Regions from separate parts of the Oryzias latipes genome. Here region 1 is linked to region 2. A link is a contact called in public Hi-C data. All regions are on one chromosome and are shown on one strand. The core of a region is the stretch at or near the end of the contact, and the rest is flanking DNA. Distances in the headings are between cores, read along the strand shown.

What was found. A called contact is a pair of places that touch in the nucleus more often than the background predicts.
Region 1: a contact with region 2 is called in a Hi-C map of fibroblasts, with 2.8 times the contacts expected there. The contact joins the promoter of mafb here to the enhancer-like site in region 2.

The regions. Positions count from the first base shown.
Region 1 is chr7:15,082,640-15,088,262 of ASM223467v1, reverse strand. It overlaps mafb (transcription factor MafB), which reads left to right and starts at 3,803. Exons shown (of 1, transcript XM_004070499.4): 1 at 3,803-5,623. The coding sequence starts at 4,252. The coding sequence ends at 5,472.
Region 2 is chr7:15,026,782-15,032,119 of ASM223467v1, reverse strand. No RefSeq gene overlaps it. Among protein-coding and RNA genes, the nearest start is that of mafb, 55 kb to the left of the region's middle. Within about 2 kb of position 2,354, at least 6 of the 8 cell types and tissues checked have an H3K27ac peak or open chromatin away from gene starts, as enhancers often do.

The DNA of each region.
Region 1 (5,623 bases), core at 2,554-5,053, 55 kb before region 2:
TTTATAATAAAACCTAATATCATACACAACCCTCAGCAAAGAGCTAACTGGAAGGAGGCCAAACTATTGTACATAGCATTGCAATTTACATTAATGAAATGACCACAGAAAAAGGCAGATTTATTGTCCTTTTTTCTTCTAGATTCAGCCAGTACAGTGCACACTGACATTTATTTGTTGTTATATTTACAACATGTCAATCAGGGACATCTAATCTCAGAAAAGGCCTACAATTATGCCTTGGCCTGCTCTCCGACTTTTTTATATCCCATCTGTGTCTCTTCCATCTCAAAAAAGAGAGGAAAAGAAGCACAAAAAAAGAGAGATAAATAACTGCAGTTTGGAAGATGTCTAAAAGACGCACATCCCAACTTTTAGCAATGACTGAATGCGCCACCAGAGGCGCCCTGTCACAAGAAATAAGCCCCACTTACCTCCGCAAACACATAGATCCTTTTACAAGGTGAACAGTTGGCTAGAATCCATGTGAGGAGGCCTGTGGAGACTCACAGACAAAATGTATGATGGGATTTTCGATAAGATTCCCAGAATTTGCAGTTTCTTCTTGCCTTTTGTTTTACAGGAAAGACCCTAGAGTCAATCATCCCTGATGGAGATCCTTCTCCGGCGGCGACTGCTCAATTCTATCTGTTTACATAAACAACGTGTCTTAATAATACATGTTTCCACAGACACAATCGATCCGTCTGGAGTAAACAAGGAAGCCAGCAAGTCTCACGTTGTAAGAGGCGGATGTTAGACTCCAGACGCAACAGGACCACTGAATGCTTAATCAACCCGACACTGATGTCAACATTTCCACAAGTTAAAACAGAGATATTTGCAGGCTTGTGTTTGAATTTTCCAATTCGTGATTAAATACAATAACATTGTAGTAATATAGTTCTAATAAATTATTAATCATGAATAATATCATTAATTATGCAAATCAACGTGCATTATTTTTTGGAATTCGACTGACTTCAGCTCTTTGGTTAAATAATGTCTGAAAATATTGACTTACAATAAAAGAAATTTACATGAAAAAAAAACGTTAAGTAAAACTGCGTTTGTAATTCAAAGCACTGTCATAATGTAAAATAGTTACAGTGTTGACAGCCTGGAGCGCTCATCTGCGCTGCGCCTCTTTTCTACCTGCGCGTCAAACAAAAGCGCTTTCTGAAAGGAGCGTCTGTCCATTCCCTCCTTTTCGCTTCTGTTACAGGCCTTCCAGAGCGGCTTCCCTCCGTATTCCTCTGCAGCATCTCAGTGTTCCAACGACCGCACAAGAGGGTAAATAAAAGCGTACTCCAGATAGGAAAGACGTTGGGTTGTTTCTTTAAAAAAAAAAAGAAAGAAAACAGAAAAAAGTATTCCTTATGGTCAGTATTTCCTGAAAGGAGCGCAATTTCATATCCTGGAAAAAAATAAATAAACACGCACGAAGGTTCACATGCATGGATAGGTCCCGAACAGAAGAGAGATCCATGAATGTGAGCGAAATCATGCGGGTCAGAGGGACCCCGGGCCTCTGGTGTGACGGCAGCGGCCCGCAGGTGCGCGATGTGAGCTGTGGGATGCTCTGCAGCTTCTCTGGCTCCACGCGTCAACTGTTAAAAGTACTATTTTAAAGGTGATTTTATTTCTGTTATTCATTCCTAAAATCCGAAGGATGGGACTCTCATTAGGGGCGAATAAGCAAGCATCAACACTTTTTTTCGCTGTCCATAAGCACAGGGATCACTTAATAGATCATTAACCACCGATATGCTGCTGACATGCACGCTTTTTTACATCTCGTCTCTCCATTACAGCTCGTGATTACCGAGGGAGGACAGCCGCCGGCAGGCCTGCCAGGATCTATTAGACGGTGGACTCAGGTTATATTAGAGAGCATTACGACCTAATGGGGCTGCTGCTATAGGTCGGCCTCTCGGGGAGAGGGGTTTAGGTCGGCTCGGCACGACATGACTTACTCACATCACTTCTGAAGTTAGGGAGGGAAACTCAGCTCACCTACAGATGAAAGAGTTAAGGACAAAGTTTTTGCCAGAACGTTTTTATTTGCGAGAAAAACAGATGCTTGTTAATTAGATAAAAAGACGGCGTGTGGTCCAGATAAAATAAATTAATTAATTTTAAAAAAGAAAACAGGCATTGATTGGCAGTTAGCAAAAGGTACATTGGTGTTATTATTTTAAAATGAAATTCAAGTTAAAATCACTAAATCACTCCAGTGTCTAAGACAGCGCGTATTATAATTAGGAGACCAAAAAAACGGAATATAATAAAGTTGAGATGTCATTGGAGGATGACTAATTGGTTACTAATTCTTTGAAATACAAAATATGTTCAATACATGTTCTTATCAATGTGTTTTGTTTTTTTTTATTAAGAAGGACAAAAAGCTTTAAAGGATAAAAAATCAAAATAAAAAATGTCGGGGCATCGTGCCTGACAGTGGATTCTTTCTTGTTGCTACAGAGCCACAAACTAAACAAATATCTAATTACTGCTCTGTGCGGCTCGTTCTTCATCGTACCAGCCGTGCGCTCCGACCGACTCCAAGTCATGCGTCGCACGCGCTCACAGACGCCTTTCTGTTCTCTTCTTTACTCAACGACCAGAGGTTTGCTCAAAATAAGACTTTCTCCGCTTCTGTTTGTAGTCCAAAGTAGTTCTGAACGCTAAAGACAAAATATGATTAATCCCACTGATCAGTCTGGGCACTTCTGACCCTTCCTGGGCCAAACAAGAAATTAAACATGACATGGATGAGACGAAGCAGCTTCACAGTTTTCGGCTACAATCAATTGTGTTATCTGGCACAACGACGTGATGTGATATTTTAAACAAGCAATTAGCGCCGAGATGAAAATCTGTGCGCATGATGAAAAGAAGTGTTCAACACCGCAGCTTCTCCCGTGCGTCGCGGGTGCGTGTGTTGCCCACGCAGGGGCAGCCTTGAGCCTGTTTCTTGATGGAGCAAGGCTCAAAAAGCTTTGATGCAACTCGGCGTTGGAGAAATGCTCCAAAAGAAATCTGAAAGTAGCAGAGTCCTGAAAAGTCATTTTTTCTTTCATAACGGCAGACATGTTTCCGCAGCGCTGTTCATGCTCCTCCAGAAAGAAAGAGTGTCTTCAATATTACTTTCAAAACCTCAGAAAACTTTGATTTAAGCCCCAACATGAGGATAAACGTTGATAATACTCATTTGTAGAAGATCAGGGTTTTTATTATCCCCAAAGTGAGTCACAGATCGTGTCGTTTAGTTTGATAGAAAAACACAAATTCAGTGAAAGATGGATGTAAATGCTTGATTTAAGAGATGTATACATTTTAAATGAATTCAAAAAGTCATTAAAAACACCTTAAAAGTTTTAAAGAGGTACAAAGTTACAAATTCTTTAGACCTCCTGAACATTGAGGTAAATGTAATGGACTTTTTATATATAATTCAGTGCTTTTCTCGGGCATTTGGCTGAACCTGCAGCATCGACGCTCCTAACTGGTACACATCAATCTCACTAAGATCAGAAAGTGTCAGGAGTGAAGAGAAGAAGCTGCGCGCTTCGTCTGTAAAGTGAAGGCATTTTTCTCATCCGCCTCTCCCACCTTCTGCTTTTAGAGATCTTGGTCAGCTGACCGTCTGAAGCTGTCAAAGCGGACTTGTGCGCCCTCCTCTCCTGTTTCTCCTCCTCCTCTGCTTAAGCAGAGTCCTGCTCCCATTGGAGCGCCGAGCGCCACCGATACAGCCTTTCGGCGCGACGTCACTGTGCGCATTAAGCATAAAGAGCAGACTGGCTCCGAGCGCAGTCTGCTGGATACCAGAGAGAGGAGAGAGCTGGGAGAGGCGAGCCTTTAAATCTCTGCAGTGCAGAGCTGGAAAAGCTGCTTCTCAGAGAAAATCAGACGCCATATGTAACCCTGCTTGTTTTCTCTTCTTATTTTTCCTGGAGAAAAAAAGAGACTATACGGTAAAGGAAGTTGTTGCGTGGACTGGTGCCCCGTCTTTTCGTCTACCATTATTTGTGTTTTTTTTTTTTTTTTTTTTGCTTTTGACTTCACTTTTGCTGAAAGGACTGCGGTTTTACTTTTTGCACTGAAGCGCGCTACTTTCTACCTCCAGCCCGGGCAGAAGTGGGCTCCATGACGCAGATCGTGCGCAGAGCGTCAGTCTGAAAGTTTTCCTCTGCAACTTTTTTTCCCCTCCCGTTCACTTTTTTCCCTCAACCAATTTCACCGTGTTTCATGCTACAACAAGTCAGCGCAGAGCGGTGGAGGAGCCAAAAGAACTATTGCATGAAACCAGAAAGAAAAGAAGAGACGCTGATTAATAAGTCAGTTTTTGTGACGCTCGCAAATTATCTGCAAAAGGGTCGCGACAACAACATGAGTGCAGAGCTGAGCATGGGCTCGGAGCTACCCAGCAGCCCTCTGGCTCTGGAATATGTCAATGATTTCGACTTGATGAAGTTCGACGTGAAGAAGGAAGGCCTGGCCGGGTTGGATCGCAACGGGGTGCGTCAGTGTAACCGTCTGCAGCCCCAAGGCTCCGTGTCCTCTACTCCCATCAGCACGCCCTGCAGCTCAGTACCATCCTCGCCCAGCTTCAGTCCTACAGAGCAGAAGCACCACTTAGAGGAACTGTACTGGATGCCCAACAGCGGGTACCACCAGCAGATAGACCCACAGACGCTGAACCTGACCCCCGAGGACGCAGTGGAGGCCCTGATTGGTGCCACGGCCCACGGACACCCTCCACCCCCACACGTCCAACAGCAGCTGCAGCAGCAGGGGGCTTTTGAGGGCTACAGGGGCCCGCACCACCACCACCACAGCCATCACCCCCACAGCCAGCAGCATCACCATCCGTATGCCGGGAGCATGCAGCACCACACCGAGGAACTGAGCGGGCACCCAGGTGGACACAACCACCCCCACGGGCAACACCATCACCACCATAGCCAAGACCCCGAAAGTCCCTCCCCGGTTTCCCCAGAGGCCCATCAGACGCTCCATCATCACCGTCACCACCATCACCACCATCCGCACGGCCACCTAAGCCAGTCCGCGGCGCACCACTCCTCCGGGAGCGGACTCAGCGTAGAGGACCGCTTCTCCGACGAGCAGCTGGTGTCCATGTCTGTGAGAGAGCTTAACAGACACCTACGGGGCTTCACCAAGGACGAGGTCATCCGCCTGAAGCAGAAGAGGAGGACCCTCAAGAACCGGGGCTATGCCCAGTCCTGCAGGTTCAAGCGCGTGCAGCAGAAGCACGTGCTGGAGAACGAGAAGACGCAGCTGATGAACCAGGTGGAGCAGCTGAAGGCGGAGATCAGCCGGCTGGCTAGGGAGAGGGACGCCTACAAGCTTAAGTGCGAGAAACTGACGGGGTCAGGGGCCACCAACGGGTTCCGCGAGGCTGGTTCCACCAGTGATAACCCGTCATCACCCGAGTTCTTCATGTGAGTTGTTGCTCTCTTGTAAAAGCCATCACAACAAACTCTCCCCCTCCACCCCACCATTCTCCTCGGACTCAGTTTGCTGACGAACAGCTGATAATAGTCCAGGCTCCCATACGGTTTGATTATATTAACAAAAGCTATATTAGAAGAAAAAA
Region 2 (5,338 bases), core at 1,105-3,604:
CAGGTAGGACGCTGTGGTCAGAATCCATATCCTGTGTCTTAATGATGTGTGTTGTGGCCCCCAGGGAATGGTAGTTTTAATGGGGAGGCAGTCTGCCACTGGTAAACACGTGCTGGGACTCAGTGAAAACACGGCTGATGTGGAATTAGGTCACTTGTGATAAGCATGAGAGCAGAATTGCCTTGAAATAATGTTGGCTTGTACGTGTGTGTTTTGTGTGTAGTGGAAACCCCCCACCCCACCCAAAACATTTGTTTAGCACCAGATTGTCTGACAACTATGTAAGTCCACTGGACAGAATACTGAAGTTTCACAATGCAAAGCAAAACATTTTTAACTCTCTCTGACTCATTGTTGTCTAAAGGATTTTTCTACCTCAACCGTGCTTTTATTTATTGTATTTATGCAGATATCAGCTTAGACGAGAAAAACAACATGGATCTTTTTGAATGCAAGTAGATGCATCGGAATGAGGTGGAGCAGGGAGCTTGTGGCACCTACTGTAGCACCTACATCACTGCTACAAGTTTTTCAAACTGCATTTTTTTCATCTGCTCCTTTTTTCACAATGATTTGAATAAAGAAATACACAGAAATGCAAGTTTATGCTTAATAATTTTTATAAATGTCCTCCATGAGAAAAATGTCACAAGAACGTTTTAAAAACATGATTTTCATTGCAGTGGGTCTTTAAAAAATCATGTTGGCCCTGTAGAAAGGTTTTGAATCATAATTAGAAAATCAGCGACACTCTTTGAAAACTTTCTGATTCTGGTGATTCTGTACAAAGAATCAAGTCTTTACATGATCGCTTTTCCAGCCCTTAGAAAGACTTGTCCTTAGAAATACTTACCAGGCAAAAGAGGAGAAAAGAGAAATGAAGAGAAACATGCTTCTCTCTTGTATTACTTGTCATTTGATTGCTTTTGTCTGCCAGCTGTCTCACAGGAACAGCTTGGGAAAAGCAATAAGTTCCATTTACATTTGAACATGCTACTATGCTTCCATCCTGGGATGGCCAGTTAGTACTGGAGGAGTTTACTTGGGACAGGGATGGTGGTGGTGGTGGTGGTAGGTGTGGACGGATGCCGTGGACGGAGAGGAGGACGCATGGTTCCCTCCCCAAGAAGTGCTAACTTGGACAGTCAGAGGAATTTTCTGTGGTTTATCCAACAAGAGCTGCTCCATCTGTATAAACTAATGCCTGCCAAAATGTAGGCTTTCACCCTCCCTCTTCACACACACATGCACACGCTCATACGCTCACACATACACACACTATTAACTAAGAATGTTGACTCCCCCGATCCAAAGAGGAGCGGAGAAACCTAACTCTATTCTTACTCGCTAAGAAAAAAAATAGTAAGTCTTCATTTACACACCCTATTTTCATTTGTGCCTAATTTAAGTAAGATGTGTATTCGAACCATCATGACCAATTATAGGGTTCAGAGTCTTGCTCAAGGACACTTTTTTGATACACAAACAAAACTCCAAATTCCTCCTTTTCCACATCTGCCTCACATTCTAAGAAACACAAACGAAAACACCCTGAGCAGAAATGACATCTGCATGCTTACAAGCATGCATGCAACCCATTTTGAAGTACCGATATCAATTGTTTTCTCTGCCGAGTTGCTCTAATGACAGTGGTGTGGAGACAGAGGTTATGTAAGTGTGAGCTGCAATCACACTCATTGCCATTTAGACGTGACTCAGCTGGCCCAAAGCCCATTGAGGTGTGTGTTTGTGTGTAGGTATGTGCGTGTGGGTGTTGTATGGTTGAAGGAAAAGCACACCAGAGGGAAGGATACTGGTTTATGGAAAAATGGACAAAAGGGAAATTGAATTGACAGCCTCTGCAATTTCCTGCATGTGTGTATCTGATGTGATAGTTAAATACTAAAACACTTTATTCAATTACTCTGTACAATATTTTGTTATACCTTCCTTTACACGTGTCCGATAAGAAGACTTAATATCAGTCTGCTCCCATTTGTTTCCTAATATTCCCTTTTGCTTAGTGGTTTGGAGCACTAAATATGTGAGGAGCATTTTCAAGTAAGTCTCATGAGTGTTTTTTTTAAATGCTCACTTTATTTCCCAGTAGGGCTTCTCATTTTCGAGTGATGTCTTTTCACAGAATACGAAAACGATGTGATCATCAGTCTAAACTTTGAGGTGAAGAGGAAAACTCTGCAGCGCCTCCTTTTGTGACTTAGTCTGCATTACTGTGTGTCTCCTTAAAAGTTGCTCATGTCTCTTTAAAACCTTGCTCTTCTTTTGCTAAGGGGGCTGGGTTGTACTCTGAGTCACTGGGCTGTCCCTGGCACAGAAACACTCATGCACATAAATGCAGGGAGCACGTTCACACACACACACACACACAAACACACACTTGAACCTCTCCATGTTTATGAGTGAAGCTGGCCTTGTGCCCAGCTTTAGGGCTGCGGCAGCACTGTGCTGATTAACCCTTCAGGAGCTCACACTGTTCCATTTTAACCCCAAACAGGGCCATCAACTTTCACATCAACACCTGACTGTTCGGGTCAAGCAGAAAACCCAAATATTTTCACGGGAATTCTTTCAACATTTAATAATTTCAAAGCAGAACATAATAGACAGCCACATTTTCAGCAAGATGGTTCTTTAATACTTTCTCCAGCTGGCTGTTTTTCTTTTGGCAAAGTTTCTGTTGCTACTGAAGTATGTAATACCAAAATAAATGGTTGAATCAAACTGACCAGATTTACATAACCAAAACTCATCATTTGCTCATTAGGGTTGTCTGACACAAACAAAAAGAAAATGTAGAATTTTTTATGTATATAGGCCCAACTTCCTCATTACATTGCTTCAGTTCATTAAAGCTTAAATATGTATTTGTGCACAGGCACATACTTAACTTGTTCAAATGAACAGGACAGCTCAGTGCAGTTCTCTTCTAATCATTCTGTAATAAATACAACAATCTATTACAAAGAAAAAACTTACATTCAATTTTAAAGTGTGGAAATGTGATAAGAATTATTAGAATAGAGTTGTTATAGCGATTAACTTAAATAAAGCACAACAGGTTAATCTCATTCAGAGTACATCACATAAGAACTCATGGATGCCCCTGATGATGAGCATGAAAACAAGAGACACACTGGCTCAGATGTTCAAAATCTAGATATGATGTTAAGTTGACCATTGACGCAGCCCATAATAAACAATTTTTTGAAATGCTGCAGCTCAAATAACTATACTGAGTGTGGCTTATGAATATTGAATATACTCTTAACAGTAGCCAAAACAATCATGGACCCAAAGTCAAGGTGACAACTATACACATAGGTGGTTAGAAATGAAAATGTCAAAATCCTGTGAGAATTTCAAACATAAAATAACAATGTGACGATAGCTTATCAGTCAGGGTGGTAATGGACAAACAGTTGAGGAGGGTTGAAAAGCTAAAGAAATATCAAAGACTCTGAGATGAGCTGGGAAGCATTGGCTAAGTGATATCATGAGTAGTCCCTGTGGTAATTGGGTCACTTGGGGCTGTAACTGCCAAACTGAAAGAGTGCTTCCAGCTAATCCCAGGAACATCTGTTGTCTTTGTTCAGAAAAAGTGCAGTACTGGGAAGAGAACCCACAACCCCCTAGGACTCTGGACGAGTCTTGTGTGTGTGTGGGGGGGGAGACTAAGTAGAATCATGGGGCAAGTGTAAGGTTATTTTGTTGTTTTGAGATTGTTTGGTTCTTACTTTGAACTTTAAAAAATCTGACATTAGATTTAACTTCCTGGAAAAATTACTGCTTCAAAATTTGGCATTAGTCTTTAATTTTTTCCACTTGTGAAAATGTTGACTTTCTTATTGACACATTATTATTTTTTACATCATGTCAAACGGTTTATACTTAATATTGCAGACTTTATTTTTCATTTTATTCTTACTGGTCTTCTATCTATGGGTGAGACAATATTTGTCTCTGTGTGCATCAGTTAAACACTTAGAGCTGGTGTGATCAGCCAGTAGAGAGAGCAAACAGAACGATGGAACATGGTTCAGACAGCCTGGATAAAGATGAGACATAAGGCTACTGAGAGCGGGTGTTAAGTGTGTTAAGTATGATGGGTGCAGTGACAAATGATCTGACCTCATCTGCATCAGATGTAAAATCTCGCTGTGAAATAATCTGCACCCTGTCTCCTCACTGCTCCTTGTAAGATAGATCCCTATGGTGCAATAGCTGTTCCAATAACCATGTCATCTTGAAGCCATGGCTATTGCCCTCCCACCTTTACCAGAGGGTAACCCCTTGAGTAATCCCTAGAGGGTCCAGACTAATAATAGTATATGGATATGATCCTGTTGAAATTTGTCAAGCACAGAATGAAATTACAGTCAAAGGCATGTGAAATGATGGTTGCTGCAATGTGGTGAGACTACAACAGAGAGGGAAAATCCCTTGCTTTTTAACTCATAAGAAGGCATGTACACTGACAGTAAATTTAGTAACTGATCAGAGTTCTGTAATGCTCATGTGTGTTAATGACTCTCCCAGGCTCACTGGAGACTATGGTAAAAAAAAAAAACCTCTGTGGCTGTGATTTACTGTGGAGCGATGCAGGCTGGGACACAACCCAAAGACTCACACTGAGGCAAACGCACTCAAACACACAAAAACACACAAGCACGCGCAGCCATAAACACAACCACAGTAAGACATTACGTACAAAGAAAGAAGAGGGTGCTAAAACAAGTAGCACAAATATGTAATTGTTTTATTCATTGTTAGTCAATTTGCATTCCTAGATTTTATAAACTAGAACAATTAAACCCACTAACTCCTCATTATAAGTCACTTCGATTGAATAACACTAGAGTGTTATGGCCAACTTGATTGTATTGCATTTGATTCGAACACAATTAAATATTTTACACCATGCATTGTTCCATCACAAATCATTTATGGGTTATCCACTTAGCAGTCATCAAACTGGAACAATGTTTGTGTATACAGCTGACCAGCAACAAAACATGTTTTAATTCGCCTACCGCAATCTCCTTGCAGTATATAACAAACAAGTCGTTTTTAATCAACTAACTGCGTAGAAATGAGGAACATGTCTGCTAGACGATCCATCACAAGAGCATCACCGCAATGTCTTACTGGATGACTTGTGGTTTTCAAAATGCTTTCTGATGAACTGAAAGTTAAACGACGGCCAGAGAAGCCAACAATGCTCCTGCACAATAATTGAATTGTTGGTTTTGTTTTGTAAGAAGAAACTGCCTTTTTTTGTTTTTTTGCATAAGTAATGCCAGACACCTGCTGTGCCTCT